Linked DNA regions of Mus musculus: region 2 is linked to region 1. Evidence: chromatin contacts called from public HiChIP or PLAC-seq data. All regions are on one chromosome and are shown on one strand. Each heading gives the region's core, a stretch centred on a gene start, on an enhancer-like site or on the middle of the called end of the contact. The rest is flanking DNA. Distances are from core to core; before and after follow the strand shown. Region 1 overlaps Cog6 (component of oligomeric golgi complex 6). Region 2 overlaps Frem2 (Fras1 related extracellular matrix protein 2).

Evidence for each region. HiChIP or PLAC-seq counts read pairs in DNA pulled down with a chosen protein or histone mark.
Region 2: a contact with region 1 is called in an H3K27ac HiChIP or PLAC-seq map of large pre-B cells, with 7 times the contacts expected there. The contact joins two enhancer-like sites. A contact is called at or near these places in 1 of 15 datasets of contacts at CTCF or cohesin (large pre-B cells), 1 of 115 datasets of contacts at active chromatin or transcription factors (large pre-B cells) and 1 of 9 other capture datasets (embryonic stem cells).

The regions. Positions count from the first base shown.
Region 1 is chr3:52,988,721-52,992,177 of GRCm38.p6, reverse strand. It overlaps Cog6 (component of oligomeric golgi complex 6), which reads left to right. Exons shown (of 19, transcript NM_026225.3): 16 at 2,112-2,219; 17 at 3,015-3,068. Among named protein-coding and RNA genes, the nearest start is that of Cog6, 27 kb to the left of the region's middle. Within about 2 kb of position 1,672, at least 41 of the 459 cell types and tissues checked have an H3K27ac peak or open chromatin away from gene starts, as enhancers often do.
Region 2 is chr3:53,512,664-53,516,108 of GRCm38.p6, reverse strand. Frem2 (Fras1 related extracellular matrix protein 2) reads left to right here. Exons shown (of 24, transcript NM_172862.3): 24 at 1-2,171. Among named protein-coding and RNA genes, the nearest start is that of Stoml3, 26 kb to the right of the region's middle. Within about 2 kb of position 1,823, at least 12 of the 459 cell types and tissues checked have an H3K27ac peak or open chromatin away from gene starts, as enhancers often do.

The sequences.
Region 1 (3,457 bases), core at 423-2,922:
GATTTGTTGCTTTGTGTTTTTCTGAGAAGTAGCTTTTATATATGTAAATTTTCTAATTTCTAACTCTTTTAAAAATACTTGAGGAGGATCAATAATAATAACATCTTAATAATGTTGGAGTTTGCTGTACAAAGGCACAGTTGTGAACTAGTGTCTCCCATTCACCTATTTGTACACTCATTTCCTTTGGAATGTACATTGGCAGCTCTAAATTCTGGTGTGTGACACTTAAGGTTTTGGAGAGGATCCAGTTTTTAATACCTTTTAGCTTAGCACACAAATAATGGGCTTCAGGATAGCATCTGCATGAGTGCATGTGTGCTTGTCCACTGCCCTCTCCTCTGTTCCTCCTGTCCCCAGCCCATGCCCTCTCCTGCTGCCTGCTGCTTCACTCTCAGCCCCTCATGCTTATCTGTGTCTTCTATTCCTCACGACCTCGTCCTCCTGTCCCCACCCCATGCCCTCTCCTGCTGCTTCACCCTCAGCCCCTCATGCTTATCTGTGTCTTCTATTCCTCACGACCTCGTCCTCCTGCCTCATGGTCACTTTGGCCTTCTTGACCTACACTATAGTCTGAGGCAGGAGATGGCCTTCTGAAGAGTCTCTCCTCTTTTCAGTGCTGATAACTGAGCCATGTAAGGGAGAATGATTAATTTCCATACTTCATAAGTATGTTTTGCATATTTGTTTCTAAGTCAACCCCAATTCTCTGCCACTTGTCTCAGATCTATTTCCTTAAAATGTTCATTATTTTGCATTACCAGCAGTTACATGCTTGTCTGCAGTTCTGTACATTTTCTGCATGGCACAAAGTTCCGTATCTGTTAGATGGAGTTTGTTAGTTTGTCCAGAGTCTCTATGCTCCCCACCACGTATGATGTGTGCGCTGGACTCTGCACACACACTTCTAGAGACATACAGGGGTAAAGCTAGACTGAGGTTCATGGGATCCTCCAGCTACAGTTTGTGTTGTTGGGTTGAGGCTCCAGATCCCACCATCACCTCACTCCTCTCCAGCTGTCATCTAGCTTTCCCCAGCACTGCTGCTAAGATCAGGCAAGTCTGAGCCTCCTGGAATAACAGGCTCTGTCCACCTAGAAGCCTGTAAGGATTTTTCTTTGGGTTCAGTTACTTCTCCACAACATATTAGGTATTTCTTTTTTCCGATTATTCCCATCATAAACATTTGAGAGCCATTTCCGTTCAAAGATTCAAACTTTTCACTCTGTCTGACTGTCTGTCTGTCTATCTGTCATCTCTCTGTGTGTTACTCTCTTACACTCTGCAGATCCTATCTTTGTTTCATTTTATATCATGGGTCTCTTCTCCAGTTTACTGTGCGACTCTTTGTCTCATTTCTTTGATATTTTCTGTCTCTTTCTTTTTCAGTTCACTGACTTGGCTGTCAGCACTGTCTTCTTTTTCACTTTCATTAAACGCTTACATTTGAACGAACTATTTTTTTTAGGTTTCAGTAAATCCAGGAAGTAAGGACCCTTAGTTATGCTTCCTTGGGTATTTACATGAAAAAGAAGAACGTGGGAGGCTTCTTGGTGGGAGGAAGGCTGGTGCTGGAGTGGCTTGAACTAGGCAGGCTTTGACATAGCGCAGAGACGGGAGTTGGTGGTGCTCTGTGTAGTTGACAGATTGTAAAATTGGGGACGCTTCGTGGTGTGTAAGGGAAGGGGGAGGCTGGCAAGTGGGAAGAGCAGCTTCCTTTTATTGGGGCGCTTTCCTGCAGGTGCCTCATTTCTCAGCTGCAGCGCCGATTCTCACCAAGGTTCTTCGGAGATTGGGCTGTCCAGGGAAGGGAGGGAGGCAGGCTCAGGATGTAGCCTTCAAGGCCTCGTTCTCCCTGAGTAATTTATTTCACATGGTTGTGACGACTTCCGAGTTCTGCTTTTGAAACAGCTGAGAGAACAGGCACCCATATTTCCTAGCTAGTGGCCAGCCCTGGAACTGTTGGTTAGTTGTAACTAAGGGAAGCAGCAGCTGTCTCGGACAGACGGAGGCTGCCTGTCAGGTCCATGATGGCCGCCCGCCGGCCCAGTGTGCTCTGCTCTTACTGATAGTTCTCTTCTAAGTGCTTCTTCTGCTGTGCTTTATTGTAGATTGAAGCCCATCTGGACACTCTTATCAATGAGCAAGCCTCTTATGTTTTAACTAGAGTTGGCTTGAGCTACATCTACAACACTATACAGCAACATAGACCTGATCAGGTGCGTACCACTTGGCCTGGCAAAGGGGCAGCTGGGGTGGCTTCTAGAGATGACTCTAGAGTTTAATCGTGGCCCTGCTACGGATTAGCTGTCTTCTGTGTTCATGTCCTGCGCTGAGACAGGCTAAGTACAGTGACTGTCAGGGCTAGGAGAACGCCTGAGAATGAGAATAATTATTGGTGAAAAGTAATGAGAATATTTAGGAATTAGTGTCACAAGATGCGAAGACAGAGAAACTGGTGTTACAAAGTGTATGCAATGTTCATACTGATGGATTTTTAAAGTCCCATTTTATTTTCAACCAAATGAATGTATGGATTGCTAGACAAGTAATATAATCCTCCATCTAACTTAGCAGATCAGTAAAGAAAAATGTTCTGAACTGAAATAATCTTACAGAACAGAACCCCAGTACTAATAGGTCCTGGGGTGATGGGAAACCCTAATACAAAGTACCATCCTGCCTTAAAAATTAAGCAAAGAATTAGCAGCTTTTGTTCTCTAATTTTTCTGAAATGGATTGACAGTGCAACTTCGCTGTTCTCTGCTCGCTTGGAGGGCAGCAGCCTCCACACCTGGCCGCAGCCTCCAAGTGCTTGTCACTTTCCTTTCCTTGCTCCGAGTACATCTCAAGGGTGGTGGTGTTTCCGTTGTTGATAACTTGCGCCTTTGCTCCTCAGTCACCGCCCTACTCTTACTGTAGTTACGAGAAGCCGCTTTTCTTTGGAAACAACTATGTGATTTTTCTGAACTTGGGCAATCTTCTAATGAACCATTTTTATAACTTTCTTCTAGGGTTCTTTAGCCAATATGCCCAACCTGGATGCTGTGGCGCTGAAGGCTGCAATGGTAAGTGCGTAACAAGACATTTCAAGTGGGATTTCCTTAGGCAGGGCTGCCCATGGCTTACTGTGTGGTGAGAATGTCCTAGGTAACAGCTTTGCTCTCTTGACGTTCAGTTGGAGCCCAGTCACAGCTCCTGAGTGTGTGCTCCTTTTATGAGTTCTCCCAGGATTTATCGTGTACTGGAATCTTCTATCAGGCCTCAGTCACGTCACCAGCACAGTTTAGAATTTCTTTATTTTCCGAGTTTGGTTCCTATTGTGGCAGAGAAGCAGGCGTGGCGACAGATGTGAAGCACAGACTTTGTACTGCCGGCTCCTGCTCTAAACCTGTGCTTTTCCCTGAGGTGATAAGTAGGATTTCAGTGTGTGTGTTATTCCTCTGCAAGAGACTCA
Region 2 (3,445 bases), core at 574-3,073, 520 kb before region 1:
GCCCGAAGCGTGACAAACACACGGAAATGACAAGTTGTCTAATCCGTGAAGACAACATGAAGTCATGACCAGGGCTAGTTCAACCCACGAATCACCTCTTACTGATGGGAAAACATAGAAGGAATGACTAGAAAAAAAGGAAAATTTGTTTGGATCTGAATTGCTTCTCATTCCCCTCAGACCTCCTTTGTCTCACTTGCTTATTTAACATTCACTTAAACCAAAGAATATATTAATTCTGGAAACGGATTTTTAAGAGACTAACGTCTTCGGGATATATTTGCAGCCAGGCTCTCGTTAATCGGCCTCACTGATAACCCAGCCTTGGTGTGAAGCAAGAGAGTTGTAGACGTGCCGGCAAAGAGACACCATAGAGTTAGATTCGCCACACGACAAGGTTCTCAAGAACTGAGCCTAGATGTTTACAGTATTGAACCCGTGCATAGTGAGAAACAGCTTTACCAATGGTGAAGGGTGAGAGTGATATTTATTAACATGCTTTGGACCACCAGAATGCCTCTTGGGCGCGTTTTCTAGAACAGTGATGGCAAATGAGATTAGTCTTAGAGGAACAGCCGCACGACACCATCCGGAGCTTATATCAGCCACAGGAAATTGTATTAGGCTAAAATCTGCTCTAAATAATGGGAATCTCTCTAGACATGTCACTCCAGAAATTGACTTGGAGGTGGCCATGGCTGTCAATCATTCTCTTCAGTGATCCAGGAAGAGAACATCTCTGTCTGGCCTCCCCCAGTTCAGCGAGCCGGTGCTATGAGGTTGCCCTCTGGGACCTTATCTGTGTTCTGTCACTTTGATCGTTCACTGTGTAAAAACCTCTTCAGAAGAGTATGTTAGAAATTCTGTTTAGAACAGGAACACTTCAGCAGAGTAATGGCCATTTCCTAAAACCCAGTGAATACATTTATACCAAAATGAATGCCTTCACATAGCCCTCAAAGGCTGCATGAAGCCCCTCACGCTTCAGCCACACCCTGGCCAAGCTGAACCATCCTGGTAGAATGGAGATACTCGGAAGCAAACTTCATCTCAGGTCATTCCTGTATGTCAGTGGGTATCAACCTGTGAGTGCCAGCCTGTCTATCAGTGGGTGCCTGTGAGTGCCAGCCTGTCTATCAGTGGGGAGTGGGTGCCTGTGAGTGCCAGCCTGTCTATCAGTGGGTAGTGGGTGCCTATGAGTGCCAGCCTGTCTATCAGTGGGTAGTGGATGCCTGTGAGTGCCAGCCTGTCTATCAGTGGGTAGTGGGTGCCTGTGAGTGCCAGCCTGTCTATCAGTGAGTAGTGGGTGCCTGTGAGTGCCAGCCTGTCTATCAGTGGGTGCCTGTGAGTGCCAGCCTGTCTATCAGTAGGTGCCTGTGAATACCAACCATATCTTGACTGAGAAAGGGAAGCTGCACTGGTCCTGAAGGAGAAATGCCTGTTGCCTGCTTCCCTCTCCATCCAGTGTCTTTCAAGAGATGAGACACACTGTAGCACCCTTCTGTTGGGGAGCTTAGCGAGTCCTATCTATAGCACAAGTGTCCCCCAGGGGACTGACTCACAGGGGCAGAAAGCGTTGTCAGCCCAGGGGTCCACTTATCAGATGGAGTGGTTCATTATCATCCTTTCTTTGTTTTACCTCCAGCAGACCCTTAGCTCCATGTTTGGCTACCTCAGAATTTGGGAATGACCATGTTGCCAACAGTATAGGAACTTCCACTGCTTAGCTTTCAGTTCATCTTCTGAAGATAGTCAGAGCAATTGTTCTCAACTGGCTTGCTGTTTCTAGTGGTTGAGCACTTCCAAGCCTGACTGCCCTGTGGCCTTCAGCTCAGGAAGTGAATATAGCAACGAATGGCACATTATCATATATTGTGACCAGGATGCGTCTATGCCAAATCTCACTCGGCTGTGCATTGTTCTATTGAAGCTATTGTCTATAAGTTAGATGTTATATTAAGTACAAGATAAGCCTAGCCTCCTGCAATAGGAAATGTCAGTATTCTTTCTCTCTCTCCCATCTCTTCTTCCTCCTCTTACTGGTATTTTTTTTTCATAATTTTAAAAGTATCTATTTACTAAATATGTGGCTTAAAATACAGTAATCGTTTTAAAAATCTTTTCAATAAGAAAAAAAAATGTTTTTTAAATAAAGTAAGTCTTTGTTTTCAGTATTTTGTTTTTTTAATATTATGATATTTTGAGAACAAATACTCGAAGTAATTTCCCATAGAGAATAGGCAGTCAACTCTAGTTCTTGACTTCCTCCAAACCTCCTGATAAAGACCAACATTTGGTTGGTATTAAAAGCAAAGATAAATGTTAGCATCAGTGGCCCTCCTAAGCATACAAGCAACAAAACATTAAAACCCATGAATAACAGGACTGGAGCAATGGCTTCACAGGAAAATATACACAATACAGTGTTCAGTACTGGGGATGGTACCTACGACTCACACATACACGGTGGGTGGCACTACCTCTGATCTACAGTACAACCCTTTCTTAAGGTTTTGGCTTGATACTGTTTAGCCCAGACTAGCTGTGAACTTGCTCTTTCGCTCTGGCTGGCCTTGAACTTTCAGTCTTCCTGCCTCAGTCTCCCACATAGGGAGAGTCACAGCCCCCACCAGCACTGTCCTCTTGATCATCCATTCTGACTAACGGCTAGAAACCAGGCCACTCACCCTGCCCTCAGGCAACTGGTAATCAAGTAAGGCTCTGTCTTTGGAGGGAGGTGAACAGAGCTTCTTCTAGACAAGCAAACAGGGCCATGTGTGTATCTATCTGTGTCCCACAATGAAACTTCTTAGAACATTATCATTAGATTCCACTCTTTCTTTTTTAACCTCAAAGCAAGCCTAGTATGACGTCTGCTGCCCTCCCCCCTCCCTGCCCCCACAGCCTGTCATTTGTAAGGACTCTGTGTATGCTCAGAATCAAGGAAGCGCCTGTGCGAAGCAAAAAGTTCTATCCAGCCACCTTACTATAAACTCTTTCCCAGCACAGCCGTTTCAAAGTTAACATTTAAACCCATGTAAAGCCAGGCATGGCGACTCACACCTTCAATCTCAGCACTCAGGAGGCAGCAGCAGCAAAGGGATCTTTATGAGTTTAAGGCCAGCCAGGTCTCCATTGTGAGTTCCAGGATAGCCAGGCTGTGTGGACAGCTACTGTCTCAAAAATAACATTAAAATAAAATTTAATAGGAATATGGCTGGCTGTGATGGTGCATGCCCTTAACCTTAATGCCAGGACTGGGGAAGCAGAGGCAGGTGGGTCTGCATAGTGGGTTTCAGGTCAGCCAGAGCAATAGAGAGACTGTCTCAAGACCAAATCAAACAGCGAGCATTTTCTCACACTTGGGTGCTGGGAGTCCAACTGTTTCTGGGAGGAGGATTATGAAAGTGACAATCTGGGAATTAAATGCAGAATCATAGTTTGC